3 separate regions of the Zea mays genome follow, and regions 1 and 3 are each linked to region 2. The links are chromatin contacts, called in public Hi-C maps. All regions are on one chromosome and are shown on one strand. Each heading gives the region's core, a stretch centred on a gene start, on an enhancer-like site or on the middle of the called end of the contact. The rest is flanking DNA. Distances are from core to core; before and after follow the strand shown.

Evidence for each region. A called contact is a pair of places that touch in the nucleus more often than the background predicts.
Region 1: a contact with region 2 is called in a Hi-C map of tassel, with 3 times the contacts expected there. The contact joins the promoter of LOC100501212 here to the promoter of LOC103652111 in region 2. A contact is called at or near these places in 4 of 25 Hi-C or Micro-C datasets (bundle sheath, ear, endosperm and 1 more).
Region 3: a Hi-C map of ear shows a contact between it and region 2, with 3 times the contacts expected there. The contact joins the promoter of LOC100193153 here to the promoter of LOC103652111 in region 2. A contact is called at or near these places in 2 of 25 Hi-C or Micro-C datasets (ear and endosperm).

Annotation. Positions count from the first base shown.
Region 1 is chr3:97,841,485-97,845,631 of Zm-B73-REFERENCE-NAM-5.0, forward strand. LOC100501212 (WEB family protein) reads left to right here and starts at 1,669. Exons shown (of 3, transcript NM_001195994.1): 1 at 1,669-1,806; 2 at 2,456-2,660; 3 at 3,878-4,147. The coding sequence starts at 2,478.
Region 2 is chr3:97,613,155-97,617,543 of Zm-B73-REFERENCE-NAM-5.0, forward strand. LOC103652111 (S-norcoclaurine synthase 1) reads left to right here and starts at 1,711. Exons shown (of 4, transcript XM_020550828.1): 1 at 1,711-1,974; 2 at 2,816-3,063; 3 at 3,587-3,908. The coding sequence starts at 1,711.
Region 3 is chr3:97,407,960-97,412,355 of Zm-B73-REFERENCE-NAM-5.0, forward strand. It overlaps LOC100193153, which reads right to left and starts at 2,540. Exons shown (of 16, transcript NM_001358658.1): 1 at 2,315-2,540; 2 at 1,081-1,145; 3 at 266-321. The coding sequence starts at 2,463. It also overlaps the pseudogene LOC109944826.

The sequences.
Region 1 (4,147 bases), core at 419-2,918, 230 kb after region 2:
ACCTAGCAGCAATAAATGAATTTAAGATGGCCCCCATCAACAATACGTGGTGGCTTCCCAGCAGATGTGAAATTCATAATACACACATACCACAACCAGTATTTCACACCAGCATGAATTATAAACACAGTATTTACATATACTAATAACATTTAGAAAGTCATATTATACAAACATTATTGCGAATTAAATAACTATATAATCACATTAAAATGTGACCAAAGAACAATTCACATACTTTGCGAAGAATAGTCAGGTCACCCTTGAGATCCTTGATCTACTGGGTAGGTATAAGAAAATAGTTAGCTCACCTTGATATGTGCGACCACTTATAGCTACAATCACTAAACATCATCTAAGTACTCATAGCGCAGGTGTGGGAGCGCAATTCCAACTAAAAGGATGCAATGCACGGCTTTGTGTCTGCTACAGAAATGACAATAACAAATCCGCTCACCCTCCAATGGCGTCGAGGAGGACGGTGTCAGAACCCTTGGCCGCGTCGAGCGTCTCATCGGGGAGCAGCACACCGATGGCGTCCAACGCTGAGCCACCCATCAGCTTTCCTGGAACCGGTGGTCGATTCCTACGTCGGGCGTTAGGAAGCAAACAAGGAGGGTCATGATCCTGCTACATGTTCATGCCTAAGAGTTCAAGGGCTAAGGCACCAAGCATTGTATGGTGACGAAGCAGCTTACCTTTGAGGGCGTTGGCGAGGGACAACACGTCCTTGGCGACGGCGACCACCTCCAGCTGATGCTGTCTCCGGGGAGGAGCGTGATGTTGTAGCTCCTCGCCGTCGCGGAGCACCGGAAGCCCGCAACTTTCAGACGCGGTCATGCCCCCACGCCGTCGACGCGCCGACTGGAGATGAATGGGGTTTTGAGCGGCGTGGCTTGCAGAACCGCCACCATCACGTCTCTTGCTTTCAACCCTACACGTGTGGGCGCGTGGGATCTAGGCCCGGCGTAGACGAGCAGGGTGGGTCCAGTTGATGCGTGCGCGGGCGGTGGCGTCGTAGCCCACGCCGGAGAGAAACAATAGTTGTGCCGTCTTTGTCGGTGTCGGGCGCGGACAAGGTGAGTTGGGGGTGGAGGCATCACACGTTGTGTCCGCCAGTGGGGGAGGGGGCGGCGAGATTTCCGAGGGGTGGGTAGCGGGGAGTTGGGGGTGTTGGCGCGCCATTACAAGAGAGGGAGGACGCGAGGGCTACTGGAGCGGCGCGGACACGATGACGTCGTGCGAGGACGGCGCAGACGCGATGCGGGGACGGGGCGGGGACGTGGTGATGTTGGGTGGACGTCCTCGGTAGATACATATGATGTAGTAGAGATTTACTTTTTTATAAAGTTTACAGTTTATGTATAACATCTCACTTTAACGGACTCTATTTAGTTAGAGTGGTTAGCTAAGTTTAACTAAAGAGAGCCAATTTTAAAAACTGGATAGTTTGGTGAGTTAGATGGCTAATATATTAAAGAGTTATTTGTTGTTGAGTAATCAAAATTTAGCTTGATAATCATTTGGTTAGAGTAAACCTAAACCAACTGTGTTCATCGGGTCCTCCCCCGCTCGTGAGTTGTGAACCGGACCCATCCCAATTCCTTGTCGAGCTCCTCGAAACTACCACCGCCCCCTCGTTTTTTTCACAGCTTCACCCGACGAACACGGCACCACGAGCCCCGCACGGCCGCAACCCACCCAGATTTAGACTCTCCCACCGCGGCTGCATATCTCTCCCCCACCCGCACTCCGGTCGTCCCATTACCCTCTGGCATTGGTTGTCGATTTCTTCGTTCGTGCTTGGTAAGAACTCCCCAAATTGCTGATTTTGCTCCCATTTTGTTTGTAGAATCGTCCCTTTACACTAAGGCCTATAACCGGAATCTTTGCCTATGCTTCAACGCCCCGATTCGTCTGGTTTCGTTGTGGATTTGTTCTCTGCGTGGTGGGGCTATTGCAAATGTAAAGCTTGTTTTCTTTTGTGTGTGGTTCAAGTTCAACTGAACCCCCCTCCACCATAATATGCACACCGAGAAAGGCCATTGTTGTTGCCATAATATTGTATCAGATTGTCATGGGTGAAGCTCTACACTGTGGAATGTTTAAGCCCTAGATTGAATCTTGTTTCTAGGATCCATGGGGTGGGGAAGAGCAGAAAGGTTGGGAGCAGGCGTGTTGTTTTTTGTGCTGCATGTAATCCAGGATTCACTGGTTTTCATCAAGGATTTGAATGTCACTAACCTGTCATACTGGTGACAACCAATTCCTGGTATTATGGCTCAAATATGCGATTTTGAAAGGTCGAGAAACCATAGATTATTATTTTCTTCATGCTGCCTAGTAATTTCTTCACTCCATTTTTTATCATGTTCAACTTCATTATTATTGACTTCACACCCCAATGACTTTCCTACCACCATCTTTGTTTTAACTCATTTTTTTCCTGTTGCAGCTTGCGTAAAATATTTAAATAAATGAAGGCAAATATGGGCACAAAAGCTCGTCCACCATCTGCTGATGCAGAAAAAGGGGAGATTGGCGAAATAGATACAAGGGCTCCAATTCAATCTGTTAAAGCTGCAGTGAGTTTATTTGGTGAGGTCCGCTTTTCATCTGACAAATCAGCTGAAAGAAAGCCCAAGGCTCCTCAAACAGAGGTAATCAAACATTTTTCTTTATCAAAGCTGTTCCCCCTTCTCCCCTTTGTTTATCTCTATTTTAGACCTGAGTATGTCCTGACAATTGGATGGGATGGTTACTCAAAATGAGAAAATCATGGAGACAGGGCATAAACAATTGCACTGCGGTAATTAATATTGCCACTGTGGAACGAACCTTAAAATAGATAGGACTAGAATACATAAAAAAACTACGTGCCCTGATATTCTCTCTTTTGTTTGCTACAGTTGATTTGTCAGACTTAACAATTTCACATTTGTGTTATGTTTTGGAAGCTTTCTGGAAATTCTGCAGAATAAAACACTCTCACCTGGGTCGGACAACAATATCTATACCCGTGTCCATCTATCACTTGGGGACACTACTACTCAAATCTGAATTGACCTTTACCCTCTTATTTTCTTTACATCCATTTGATATAAAGAGGATTTTTTTTATAATACGAAATATTATGAATTTACAGATTGTAGAAATGTAGAAGTCTTATGAACAAAGACGACTGCCTTGCATCTCATTAGTGAAGCAACACGCTTTTTAATTATTGTTTATATTATTTCTTCAGTTTTCTTACAAATGGGAGTGCTGCATGGTCTGAACAGTAGTTGGATTCTTGAATCCATTACTTTGCAATCGCTAGTTCAATTGAGAAAAGAAATGCTTTTAGATCAAGCTGGTTTACTAATTTGTTTTCGTAGATTGCGAATAGACAGTATGATGGAGGAATATCAAATACTATTAGAAATAGTTTGAACAAGTGTTATGCATACAGATAATTAACATTCCTTGAACAGAGGAATAAATGCCAGTGCTAGATTGTTGTCCAATTGAAGGATTAAAATTTTCCAGTGAACCTCACTATTCTCTACCACAGTTGCTGAACTGGAACCTGCTATTACAACTCTACTATTTTTCCTTCTACCAATTACAACTCGAGGAGCAACTTAACTGTCTTTCAACTTGCAATTTTAATCTTATAGCCGGATATCCCAATATGTTTTCTGTATTTAGGGAACATATTTAATGACTTAATTGCTTCTCTATGTTTTGCTCCTTCAGTTTGTACCTATAATGATACATTGACATAGGTCACCTGTCATATCAACTTTAAGACTGTCTATGTAACCTGAACGATTACATGCCTGTTTCTCAATATATGCTTCTGATGTTTTGCATCTTTTGGAATTATGTTTACCAGAGGGTTTTAGCCAAGGAGACAGAGTTGCACATGGCCCAGAAAGAGTTGAATAAATACAAGGAACAGCTCAGTAATGCTGAGACAACGAGAGTACAGGCTCTCTCTGAGCTAGAGAAAGCTAAAAAAACTGTTGAGGAGCTAACAGCCAAGCTGGATCTGATTAACAAGTCCAAACAGTTGGCCATCCAGGCAACAGAGGATGCAAAGACTCAAATCAAGCAGCTTGAAGGTGGCAGCACAAGTGAAGGTCTAGGAACAGATGGTGCTCTG
Region 2 (4,389 bases), core at 461-2,960:
TGAGTTCTCTTCCTCTTTTTCTTTTATTTTCTGTTTTTTTTTCATTTTTGTTTTCAATTTCCAAATTTGGATTTTGAATCCTTTTAGGAGTTTAACCTTTGGGTAAAATTTACATATTCAAATCCCATTATAAAAATAATATATTTTATTATATATATATATATATTTATTACTCATTTCACTCACATATTATTGTTTCATTCTTTTCTTTTCCTAAATCATTGAATTTCCTTTAGATCTTAAATTCCCTTTTTGGACTTTAATATATTTCTTGTCACACTATTTTTTTATATTGTCACCAAATGCACACAAAAGAAAATCCCAGCATGATGCATAATTTAGTTGAGTGTCTTTTGTTGATTATTTATTGGTGTAAGTGAGGTGTCCACATGAAATGATAAATAGGAATGACACTCATATATGCAAAGGCATATAATTTCTCCTCTTAGATTTTTCTTACAAAGTGGGTATTACAGTTGGAGTAGCCATTCCTTTGTTGGGGTTGATGTCCTCATCATTAACCACTTGCAGATATTCTTTGGTGATAAAACCATTGGCTCGGAGTACCCAACGGGTTTTTTGATGGATAGTCTTCATTGTTATGCTGCGTACTCTATGCGTTGCCTTTCTCTTGCCATTCTTTGGTACATAACTAACACATTATGCTTAAACGCGGAGTCATTAACTTATAAATTCTTTTTCTGTTAGTACTCATTGTTCGTTCCTATTTTCGCATAAATTATCTGAATACCTTATAAATGCATTGTCCTACTTTTTTTGTCCTACTCATTGTTTGGTTCCCCTGCTTCTAGAATTTATATGGCTTGTGGATTTTAAATGAAGAAAAGGAAGGAAAATTACAAATCATTTTTACTGACTGTGCAGGGTTGGTATCTGTCTTTGTAGCCGAAGAAACAATCCTGAGAAGGAATGGAGAGCTCCTTGGCTAGGAGTAATGTTTCTGAGGGGAATCACCTGGGTTATGCGAGAAGCACATCAGTGGAGTCCACTGCCGTTAGCTGGTAGGTCTAGCTCAATGTTAAGTACGAGAAGTAGCAGACATGGCTCAAGTGAGATGGTAGACTGCATATTGAGCTCAATGAGACATTGTCTTCGGTTACTAGGAGAATTTGTCTGGTATTAAGATCGATAGTAATATGTATTATTTTTATTTTATGTAATCGTTGTGCGCTAACATTTTATCAAATAATTTATATGCTATCGCAATGCATGTGCACTTAACTAGTAAGTTATGATGTCCTCAGTCACCTCAGAAAATATAAATAAACTTAAATTTCAACTTGTACATGCATAAACAAAAAAGACAAATCTTGTTAAAGAGTAGATTGAACTAACTCAAAGAAGTAGAGGGATAAAATAAATTAAAAATAGTTTAAAGTGTCGTGTGGATATTTGTCGATAGGTGAGGAGTGGTGAGGAGAGTAATTTAGACTTTTTTCCAAAAAAAAAAATTACTTCTCTTAGCCGCCGGCCATATATTGTTTTTCAAGCATCGATCGGTCGTCCAAACACATAGACCAAAGCACCTTTGTGATAGTAATGAAAAGAACAAATGCATCTGATTGGCTTCGCGATACTTACAATGAAGGAATCCTTTGTATATATACCTGTCTTACCGTCCCCGTAGCATCCTAAGTCTGCCAGCCTGAGCAAAGAAGCTAATTAAGCAGAGTGGTGCTAGAGGTGGTGATGGCCAGTGAGAGCAGAATATCACAGGTGGCTACAACGATCCCCGTCAGGAACGTGCAGGATCTTGCTGCTTACGACGCCGGCGAGCTAACGGCAGATGCACTGGAGCGGTACATTAGGCCGGACATCGACAAGGACGCAGTCCTTTACGAGCACTCCGGTGAGCTTCCGGTGGTTGACCTTGGAAGACTCAACCCACAGCACTGGGAAGAGGAGGCGGCGGCCAAGCTCAGATATGCTTGCGAGGAGTGGGGATTCTTTCAAGTAGGTGCCTCCATTCATTATAAGTTAGAAACGTAGTTTGAACTAATCCTGTTATGCAGAAAAGTATGTATATCCCGTATCTTGAAGAGCCAATCAATTTTAAATGTAACTAGATTTATAAAAACATATTGCTCCTTTCTTTTTTATTTTGGCGTAGTTGTTTTTTCTAAAACTGCAATCACTCGTTCTATTAAAAAAATGTATGCTCTTTGAAAACTACTCCCTCCGTTCAAAATATAGATTTGAAGTTCAATGGTTAATTTTATACCTCTTCCTTTATAGAATATCTGTGTTTACTTGTATTTGTATGTTTAATACTATGCTTAACAATATAAAAATATATCTTATATATTTATATGCATTTATGTTATGCTTTGGATAGAATAGATAAAAAATAAGGCTATGAAATGAAAGGGCCAATTTGGTCAATTTACTTGTGAAGTGAGAAATAAAAGAATGAAAAAAAATAAATGGAGTATTGTTTTATAAATTCATTTAATGAAATTAGCGTTGTTCTTTTAATTGCTTAAAAACAAGTGCGGTTTTCTGAATACTGTCTCAAATTAGTTTTGTTTTGTGGATTTCTCCATCGTAGATGTGTTCATGTATGCTTGTTGGTTCGCGTCAAAAGGAGGTCCTATGATGTACTAGTCTTCTAGGACCTAAAACTGTTTTCCTTAAATTAATGACGGGTAAGCGCTTTCGAGAACATAAGTAGTGCTGTGTGTGAATGACAACTGCTTTTGCTTCTTTACGAAAAATAATTTCGTGTAAGATTTGTGCTTATCCTGCTGGTTGTCAAAAATAGCAATTCACTTCATTTGCCGTAACTCACTCACAGGTATTGAGTCATGGAGTTCCAGAAGAGGTTATGGTGAACATAAAGCGCGATATTCAGGAGTTCTTTGAGCTGCCGCTGGACGTGAAGAATGCTTACGCGCAAACCCCAGGAGACCTTCAAGGATATGGTCAAGCATACGTTGTTTCCAACGATCAAAAGCTTGACTGGGCAGACATGTTTTGCATCATCAGTCAGCCTCCTCCGGCCCGTGACATGAAACATTGGCCGACTCAACCTCTTACTTTCAGGTTAGCATCGGATATGGACGTTTCTTAATTTATTTTAACTACCTTATATGACTATGAGTCTATGACTACTGTATAACTCGTGTTAACACGCTACGATGCTAGGGAGAGTAGAGGAGAGGTCGACGACGGTGGCGTGGCGCGATAGAAGGGGTTGACGGTGGCAACTACTACGTGAGTGAGGAGAGGGGGCAGAAGGGATGCGGAGGGAGGGGGCGACTGCGGGCGGTGGGCGAGGGAAAGGGGTGAGAGATAATCTAAATAACACTGTCAATTAGATTTGGGTGAGTAAGGCAGAGTGATTATTCGACGATCTGAACCGTTAGTTTTGATGATGTGTTAAGTCTAGGTGCAGTTTCTTTTAGTGGATTTAGTGAAGATTATGAGTGTAGTGGTAATTTGGTTGGGTGGATTTTGAAAAGATTAAACTAATGGATTATATAGTGGTATATATATATATATAGACAAGATTTAAAGAAAAGTTCTACATAGTTACATATATATAATTCTTTATTTTTGATGTCAGGAAATCCCTTGAAGATTATTCTGTTGAATTGGAGAAAGTTGCTCACTCCATTGTAACAGCCATAGGAAAAATTCTGAATATTGACCCAGAACTGATGAGTGATAAATATGCCGTGCAAGTTCTAAGGATGAATTACTACCCTCCGTGCACGTCGATGCCCGAAAAGGTTTTGGGGTTTTCGCCTCATTCAGATGCATCTTTTCTTACAATCCTTTCGCAAGTTAATTCAGTGGAAGGCCTCCAAATAAGAAGGCATGGTGCATGGGTCCCAGTGAAACCACACCCTGAAGCATTATTGGTGAATGTTGGAGATCTCCTTGAGGTAAACCAACTTTTAGCTGTCAAGTAATAACACATGCAATTCAAAACTTTTACTTGTCAACAAATTAAATGCCATCACTAGATTTATGTGGCATTGAGGTAAACACAATAAGTATATAAGTCGTAATGAATCTAATAATTTTACTTTTATGCCATAAAATTTCATGAAACATCTACCATAATAGGGTTAAAATTGATAATGATTAACTTAGAACAAACACAAAAAGATAAATTCATGTGGATAGAGTAAGTAGCTTACAAACGACTCATGCTTCGTGTGTATCTGCCAATGAACACAAGTGTGATTTGGTCGAAAGCCAAAAGATAAAACAATTAAACAACCATATTGGAAGTAGCTTCAGATAAGCAAAATCTAACTGTATTTGTATTAAAATAAAAAAATTATGGATGTATGATCTTACTAACATCTATTGACTATCTTTTGAGGATTAGCGTTGGTGCCTTTCTAGGCCAAATACTAA
Region 3 (4,396 bases), core at 1,290-3,789, 200 kb before region 2:
TTGTAGCAACATGTCCTAGGGGCATGATTAATATCATAAAAATACATTAGCTATGTACTGCATAAAGGTGTTCACGACATCAGGGTTCACAAGGTTTTCCAAGAATATGTTTAGCAATATTGTCAAAGCAAAATATTGCGGCTGTTGTTGTGTCATCTGAGATGAAACTGTTTATATCTGTAGTGTACAAAGTAATTTTATGGTAACATACAAAATGTTAGGAAAAAAACATGTTTGTAGGATGATATGTAGGTGTAAAATGTACCTGAATTTGTGTTCCTGTGTAGCTACAACCTCGGGCTGCAACATGAGCAACGGTACCTGGTGAAATCAAGATACGTTGACCTATTATTTTCATTGGAAGGGACTTTTTTCTTGATCCTGTCTAAGAATATAACAGAGATTTGTATAACTTACCTTTAAGCGCTTTTATGTACTCACTACTTAAATATCTACATTGCATTTCTATTGATATGGTGGACCTACATATTTTACTCATCACTTAGGTCATTTCATAGCCATGATAGAATAAATGTATCTATTTTATCTACATGAGGTACATATTTTTTACCTCTCAAAGCCAATCTACGTTAATTCAAAATATGTTTCTGAGCTTATTGTGATTCTCTTGTATCCAGTAGGAGGACCTACCAATTATACTATATGTTAATATGTTAAGGAATATCTTATGTCAGAAAGTTTGAGGTATATTTTCTAAAACAGAGAAATTACATCTGATGTCAAGTTCTTTTTCGACATTGTGCGCTTTTAAGTGCAGGTACAAAATCAGGGGTGGATCCTTCTCCTTGAGACGATTAGCCGACATATCTATCGCTTGGAACCGACGACATATCAATAATTTTCATTAGAAGCAAATAAAACTTGTAGCATTTCTTGGGTCCCCTCCAAACCAAAGAAAAAAAATGCTAAAAGAACATCACATTTCTACTTCTTAATTGTGTTAGATAAAAATATTGGTAGCAGTGTGACTGTGTCACAATGCTCGAAAGCAAGCAACATCGCAACATAAATACATAAGTGTACATGTTGTCACTGAAAGAGGTAGTGCATATAACTTACCTAAAAAGGAGCTGAACATTTGTATCAACATCTGTGTAATGGACAACCACATGTCCATGGGAATCCTTGATGTAAAGAGAAATAATAAATATGTGAGTACGCATATGTTTAACTAAGTTTTTAATCTGCTAACAGCAATTGTACTACTAACATTAAAGTGTATGGAAGCACATATATGAAAGTTATAACTGACCTAGACAACAGTAAAGAGGCCTTCTCGATTAGTGTTCAAACCACAACACTGTGGTTGCATTAATCCTCAACACAAAGGAAAATACTATAGTATGGGAGTATCAATGCTATTTAATGGACTTTTATTACATTCTCTATGACCAAAACATCATGGAGAATGCGGTTTTTTTTCAAACGTATGAATATGTGAAAGAATCTAAAACAATAGTGTTCTTAATAATTTGAAATACGATCTCAACCTCTACTAAATAAACAACAGTGAAGGCTCTCATTTTTCCGCCTATTCCGAAAGAAGAATCATGTAACCTCTGCTAACAAACATATAGCGCCAAGGCTAAAAATAATAATGACTTTCGTGTTCATTGTATCTCCATCATCCTTCGCCATTTAAACACAATATTTAGTAAAGGACGTGCTACAAGATTAATCAACAACCGAGAGTAATCCATCACCATACCTTGTTAAAACATTGTATTCTAGCCGTATTCGAAGTAATAATAAACATGAAATACATAACAATGGTCTTGCAGCACGTAAAAGCAAAAGGAGGAGGCAGTGCCCTTCGGCCACTAGCAGTCCTTGAATCAAGTAAAAAAAGGAAAAAAGAAAACAACAGTGACTACAACAAATAATTATCGATAACTGTTAGTTAACCAATCCAAAAAACAATCTAATGCTTGCACGGGCAGGAAATTCTACGATTCTAAACTAGACGGAGCTATAAAACATAAGTAGTCATTTGTGTGTTGTATAAGAACACAGGCATGAATTGAAAAGAAAAGTATTAATGAAGGAACTGAAAGATTGTAGGGTAAATCGTCTAGAATGGTTAGAGGAAATATAAGTAACAGTTCTGTTACCATGTGTTATATGAAGGGTTTTATATTAAAGTGATTTGAGCATATTCATGTAGTAAAGTCACAGTGCCTTTCACGAATATCACATACCTAATTAATACTAACAGTTATCCCATTCTTCCTAGGGATAAAATGGATATTCATTTGATAAGGAAAATGGATGTCATAATGGTAAAACTATATACATAATGAGAACTGATGCTTGATAGAGGAGCAGTGATATGGTACATATATCCTTTGTCTCACAATCTGAACCTTTCTTCCTGCAAAGTGGAACTGTTAAGTGCCAAATACCAGAATGCAGTGTCCTAATAAAGTTGGTCAATATAAACATAACGTTGGCAACCCAACAAGAAATCGTGAATATATAAAGCTGCTCTCATGAAAAGGTTAAACATATATAAGTGAAAAAGAAATAATTTTATTTTTCTTTATAAGCATGTATATCAGCAGGGAGAAAATCAATTGAAAAGAAATTAACACTAGAATTCAAATAAAGGTTCTCAAGAATTCATGCAATGAAGAAAAGATCTCATCTTCTAGGGCATGTGCCTGGAAAGTTAGATTATGTCCACTTTATAGAAAGAAGTTGAAGTAAGCAAAGATTGAAAGAAATTTTGCACTATATACATCAAACTGTGAGACCACAATTAAAAAAGTTAGGTCACGGTGTATTTTCAGCTTTGTGACTAATGATTATTTTGAGCCATTCATACGTAGTCTTAAGTTGTTTTGTATTTTTATTACTTGAAGTGTCTAGAAATATTTATTTCTATATGAACATCAAGTTTCTCCATGTGAATAGGCAAGGGAATGGTCATTGCATTGTCAGCAAATTGACTTTCTTCAGGAAAGTAGTACCTTAAGTGGTGCAGGCATCACAGTGTATCAGGCTAGTCTTGTGGCCTAGCTTCGTTGATATGATGATATCTTTTAACAATCAAATTCAGGATTTAATCTCGAATACTGGGCTGCTACGTGCGGTAAAGGGTGATGACTGTCTTTTGTGATCAGCCAGATTGGCTTCAAGTATGGGCAGAGATTGAGAGACATGACAGTCTTAATATGCTGCAGGCACCAATTGATTTAGAGAAAAATCAAGGAACGATGCTTGAGCACAACTCAATTGATTATAAGTCTCCAGTAAGGAAAAGAGAAACATCTCGACCTCACCTTGTCTATTGTGGCATCCGGCGTGGAAGCACAAGACGTCGTAGCATATGGCGTGGAAACATCGGAGGAGCTCCGGCCACCGCTACTGGCAATCTCGGAACCCCACGACTTCTTGGCCTGTGGAGCGGTCTTCCCCTGAAGGCCAACTCTAGGTGCCATAGAAAATGGAGCGAATCTTCGGCGGTGAGAATGGGGACAGATTGGAGCAGCAGCTGTGGTGCAGGCATAAGTTGAGCGGTGGGAGGAGAACCAAGCATAGCAGCTTTAGGTACCGGCAGCAGCACCAGCACCGCCCCATCTCCGGCTCTGCTCCCTCCTGCCGCGCTTGCTGATTGATGGCAAAAAAATCCGAGATCTGAGATGCGCTGCAGGCTGGTGCCGTACTTGCAGTTGTCGCCATCGCCGCCTACCAAGCACACGTTGGTGGCGCCGTCCGCAGCACCCATGATGCCGCATCGGAGCAGCACGTCGCGGAGATGAGCGTCGTGCCACACGGATGTAGAGATGTCGTGCGCCACCGGACGGGAGCCTGCGGCGGGAGAGCAACGTTCGGCCGAGATGCGGGGAGGGCGGTGGACGGGATCCGAGGAGGCCAGCGGTTGAACATGAGCCGACGCGTGGGTCGGCGGCGAAGCGAGTCGGTGGTCGTGCCCCAGGGCGAGGTGGGCCAACAAGGGCGACGGCAGGGACGAGAGGTCTGGGAGGGAGTGTCAAACTCACGGCGGGTGAAGGACGAGGAAACCTTGGACGCCCCTTGCGGCGCGGCGCCGTTTGACGGGGAGGCGGTGGGTGGAGAGCTTTTTGGAACCGTGATATCGCTAACACTGGGCTTCTGAAAATAGGTATCCCGAACAGAGCAATTGGAATTTTAGTATTATAATTCGTTGAACTTCGGAATTGTAGTATCTGCGTCAGATTTAGCTGCAGTAATCCTCGTTTTTACGGCAGTCCGTTTCTTACAACGGATCCACGGAGCTCCTCTCCCCGAGCGCTGCTCTTCCTCGGGCATCTCCACCGCGCGGATGGTGATGGTCCCGGGCGGCGTCGCGCCGCTGCACTCCCACCCGGGAGGCACCGAGCTCATCTTCGTCATC